2 separate regions of the Capsicum annuum genome follow, and region 1 is linked to region 2. A link is a contact called in public Hi-C data. All regions are on one chromosome and are shown on one strand. The core of a region is the stretch at or near the end of the contact, and the rest is flanking DNA. Distances in the headings are between cores, read along the strand shown.

Region 1 (2,700 bases), core at 66-2,565, 52 kb before region 2:
GAATTTCATTTGCAGAATGGCAAAGAGACAAATCAGGTGGTTGTTTTGTTGCATGGTAAGAAGAACACCTGTTGTTTGTTACCTTAGCACACAATAAATAAATAAATATTGTATGATAAGGATAACTGGACGAAGTTGCCGATTTGGCAGAAAACGACGCCCCTTCACCTCAACTACCAACAAATCAAAAATTCCCAAGAATTTCCTCTGCCTTGTGTAATTTTTTTTTTTTTTTATTTCTCATTCGAGTGTTAGATCTCTGGTTAATTCACACCGGATAGGATCCATTCCGGGATAGTATTTTCTGTAAATTTTTTTTTGTTCATATTTAGGATTCAAATTCGAAACCTCTAATTAAGAGAGAAGCAGTCTCATTCACTGCACGACATTCATTGATAGTCTGGTCTGGTCTGTCTGGTGTAAATTTTGTCCTTCCACATTTTGTAACCATTTTATTTTCGGTATATGATTTCCGCATTATAATTTAATTAATTAAAATTTCACGTATTAGAATGTTCATTTTTCAAGGCGATACTTTTCATAATTTTTTGGTTTATTTTTAAAATATGAATTTAAAACTTTCCATTCAGAATGAAAGAATTCTAACCAATTTATCACAAATCATGTTAGTGTACATTTGTTTTCTTTCATTGACAATTACCATCGCAATGCACATTAAAAATAAATAAATAAATAAATAAATTAATTAATTAATAAATAAATAAATAAATAAAATAGGTCATCCTCCTCCTTTGTTGTCAATTTCTCCATCATTTCCTAACAAAACCCATCGCTTTCTAGCAATTCTTAGCACCTAAGCTTCTTACTATACATCTTACTAACGTTGCGATATCTTGTAATTTCAGTATCATTTTCTCGTTGAATTTACCTGTAGAAGTAATTACAACAACAAACCCAGTATATTCCCACATAGTGGGGTATGGGGAGGGTAAAATGTATGTAGTCCATACCACTATCCCGAGCGAGTAGAGAGGCTGTTTTCGATAAACCCCGACTCAAAACGAAGGGCCGTAGACCAAAAAGCGAGCAAAACCTGTAGAAGTAATTATTAAATAAATATCATTCTTTCGGGAAATATTATAATGAGAACGGAATCAATCTTCATACGTGAAACTAAATCTCCTTTACATAAATATCACTTGTATACAATATTTTTTTTTTCTTTTTTTAAAAAACATGTATATAAGTAATTCTCTTTCAAAATACAATGAATTAGTCAACATTATCTACAGTTGCATATATTTTTCTTAACCACTTGGCAGGAAACTTTCGTCAATAATTAATAGGTGAGTGGATAGGTCAAAGAAGGTTACCTAACTTGTTAATAAGAAATCATTGAATAATTTCTACACTATACCATATGCGGCTACACAATCAGTTATTCGTCGTCGACTTTGTTTGAATTTTTTTGAATATATATATAAATATGTGAATCCCACCTCATAATTTCACTGACCATCCACCATTTTATTTCTTTTTGGTTCTCAGTTACACTATTGTTTTGTGGTATTATTTCTATAAATATTCTATTAAAATTATTTTAAAATTTCTGTGGGGTTACTTCTATAGTACGTGAATTAAAATTATTTTATATGATAATTGATTTATTCTCTTGAAATTTAGTGTACAAAAAGTTATACAATACGTTTAACTTTTAGGGAAGAAGAAATGGAGAAGAGGAGAAACAAGTGAAAAATCGAACCCTCACAAATAAATTAAAAATTCAGATAGCAAATCAATTGAGCTATTACAATTCTGTAAGTCACATTAACTGAACTTTTGCGAGCAAGTTATCAAGTATACTTTGATTAACTTAGTAATTTTAAAATCTCAATAAAGTTATTGTATCACATACTTCGTTTAGTGAAACATATGCATAATACTTTGTGAAGTAATTTGGATTTATGATCAATTTGAAGTGGTCGGACAGATTATCCAGTAACTTTGATCATGAATTCGGTAATAGAAACTTTAAATTTCTTAAAATAAAATTTTATATATTTAAAAACTATATAAAAGTATTGTATGAGCTTAAAACTTTATAATAATAAAAAATGATTGAGTCTCGAAATTTCATATGTATAATAAAAATAATAAATATTGGGTTCGTGCTGACATAAACTTACGTATATAAACATACATATAAATTTTATATCATTACTATATAAGATTAATACTCCTATTTTTCTTCTGTTATATATTTGTGATATTTATTATTTTTAAAAGCCATAAAGGAACTAAAAATCGTGCGTCCACTCAAAACATACCGACAAAATTGTCATAAAAACGTAAAGGGGATTGAGGAAGGTTCACTATCAGATCTCACAAGTGTCCTTTTTTGGCTGAACTTTTTTAAAGTTGTGTACTTAGAACTGTATTTCCTGTACCACCACAAAAGAATTTAAGTGCCCTGTATAAAATATTTTATATTATTAAGTAAATTTGATTTGTTATTACATGTTATTAATTTTTATGAAATAAAATTAGGTAAATCAAAATAGTAGGTTAAGTTTACTAGATAGTATAAAATTTTTTGGCACAAAACTTAAACTACCATAAAAAGAGCGAAGTGTCAATGAATGTTGCATTGCACTGATGCGATTTTCATTTGTGGAAGTTAATATAACTACTTCATCCGTACTAAATTATCCGTTCAAAATTTTCTAATTTGATTTTTCA
Region 2 (2,753 bases), core at 172-2,671:
ATTACTTTTTCAATATTACGTATATAGCAATTTAAAGAATAAGATAATTATAATTTCAAACTTAATGTTATCCTAATTAATCTATATCTCTTTTATCTCTCATCATTATTTTTATCCCTTATTTAATTTTCTCCTTATTTAAAACATTATTTTACTGCTAATTTATATTTATACCCATAAATATATAAAGTATTATATTTATAATAGAAATATACAAAGTTTGTTATATATAAAGTCTATACCATGTATATACCACATACACACATATATAAATATTCAAAATATTAAGAAACATACTAAGCATATTTATAATATAAATATACAAAGTATGTTATATATGAAGTTTATACCATGTATATATTATATACACATATATATAAAAATACAAGGTATAAAGAAACATACTAAGCATATTTATATATTTATGGTATATGATATAATATACCATAAATATGCAAAGCATGTTTTACATAGAAATAATTTATTCACACACAGTAAAATCTTTCATGTATAAGAAAATTAAAGAAATAAATTAGCGGCACCCTAAAATTTAATAACAACTCATCATTTCCTATTTTTTAGGAACGAAAAATGAAGGAAATAAATTAATAAATTTCTAAAAAAATAAATTTGTTTGAAAGATAATATTTGTTATCTAAAAAACAGGAAGCAGTGATCTGTTAATATAACATCCATATTTAAAATTTTCAAATATGAGAAAACGATTATTAATGTAAATATTATATATGTCATAATTGAAATTCCTTAAATATGACCATGTATATGTAATTATTTTTATAATAGTGGCTAATTGTGTTATTTTTTCATTAGTAGATAAATTTTAGTTGGGTGATTTTGATAGTTTGTAAAAGTTAGGGCATAAAATCATATTTAAATTTTTTTTTTCAAAAGTCAATTTTTTTTTTTCAAAAAAGAGATGGCCAAACATAACTCCAACTCCAATTTCAACTCCAACTCCAAAAATTTTTAGTTTTCATGGCCAAAGGACTACTTAACTTTCCAAGGTTGAGTTTCAAGGACTTGATTTAGTATTAATTAACTACCCTAAGAAAGGGTAAAAAAGAGAAAAAACATGTTTAATTTATGTTTTTATTTTATTTTTTCTTAAAATGTTTGTCATATTTCAAAAATTTTGTGAAATGAAGGAAATAATAAAGAGTACTTTTTTTTTACATTATCAGGTGACTTTTATGCACGTCATCCATTTTTACCTTGAAAATGAATGATCTGCTATAACAGGTAAAAAAAATATATAATAGTATCAAAAAAGTACATCAATAATACGCCAAACTTAATTTCATAATAAATAGTTTACGAAGGTAATAAAAATACTCAGAAAATTTTATCTTCACTAAAATTTGAGTATATATGGTACCCTTTTTTTTTCCATAAATTAAACATTGAAACAAGGTGCAAAAATAGGAGAGGGGCGAAGACCAGCATGCGGTGTGCGTGGCCCCAAATTACAGCGCGCCAACCGCTTTTCTCTCTATTTATACATTCCCTCACCTTTCGCTTCTCCACTCATAACATAACATCACCATATACTCTTACCCTCTTTTATTTTCTCATTTTTTCTAATTGCCGGTTTTCCTACCGGAAAATCAAGAAATGGACGTTCGCCGGCGAACTGTTAAGCCTTTATACACACCCAAAGATGCTTCCGCCGGCGAACCTCTCAAACTACACAAACAGCAACAGGTTTCTTCTCCTAAAGCATCTGATGCCCTTCCACTTCCGTTGTACCTGACCAATGGGTTGTTTTTCACCATGTTTTTCTCTGTGATGTATTTTCTTCTCGTCAGGTGGCGTGAGAAGATCCGTAATTCCATTCCTCTGCATGTCGTTACCCTCTCTGAATTGGTGGCTATGATTTCTTTGATCGCTTCGGTTATTTATCTGTTGGGTTTTTTTGGGATTGGGTTTGTTCAGTCGTTTGTGTCGAGGTCGAATAGCGATTCATGGGATATCGAGGATGAGAATGCTGAGCAGCTTATTATTGAGGAAGATAGCCGACGTGGAGGACCATGTGCTGCTGCAACTACTCTTGGTTGCGCTGTACCTCCACCACCTGTTCGAATAATTGTCCCAATGGTTCCTCAGCAACCAGCTAAGGTGGCTTTGTCTCTAACGGAGAAGCCTGCGCCGATAATTACACCAGCAGTATCGGAGGATGATGAGGAGATTATACAATCTGTTGTTCAGGGTAAAACGCCATCGTACTCGTTGGAATCAAAGCTTGGTGATTGTAAAAGAGCTGCTTCGATACGTAAGGAGGCGCTGCAGAGGATTACTGGGAAGTCATTGGAAGGGCTACCATTGGAGGGGTTTGACTATGATTCTATTCTTGGACAGTGCTGTGAGATGCCTGTAGGATACGTGCAAATACCGGTGGGAATCGCAGGGCCATTGCTGCTTGATGGGAGAGAATACTCAGTGCCAATGGCAACTACTGAAGGATGTTTAGTGGCGAGTACCAACAGAGGTTGCAAGGCTATATTTGCCTCTGGTGGTGCCAACAGTGTTCTGCTCAGAGATGGGATGACCAGAGCTCCCGTGGTCAGGTTCACCACCGCGAAAAGAGCCGCTGAGTTGAAGTTCTTCGTTGAGGATCCGCTCAACTTTGAGACTCTTTCTGTTATGTTCAACAAGTGAGTGTCATTCTTATTCTTCTTCCTTTTCATGCTGACTATTTCTCGATACCTATATTCATATTGTTACCATTGTAAATA

The links. Hi-C and Micro-C count contacts between places; a contact is called where the count stands out from the background.
Region 1: a Hi-C map of placenta shows a contact between it and region 2, with 2.5 times the contacts expected there. The contact joins the enhancer-like site here to the promoter of LOC107859749 in region 2. A contact is called at or near these places in 2 of 5 Hi-C or Micro-C datasets (leaf and placenta).

What each region holds. Positions count from the first base shown.
Region 1 is chr2:136,675,121-136,677,820 of UCD10Xv1.1, reverse strand. No RefSeq gene overlaps it. Among protein-coding and RNA genes, the nearest start is that of LOC107859750, 13 kb to the left of the region's middle. Within about 2 kb of position 1,315, at least 3 of the 5 cell types and tissues checked have an H3K27ac peak or open chromatin away from gene starts, as enhancers often do.
Region 2 is chr2:136,623,527-136,626,279 of UCD10Xv1.1, reverse strand. It overlaps LOC107859749 (3-hydroxy-3-methylglutaryl-coenzyme A reductase 1), which reads left to right and starts at 1,421. Exons shown (of 4, transcript XM_016704840.2): 1 at 1,421-2,672. The coding sequence starts at 1,633.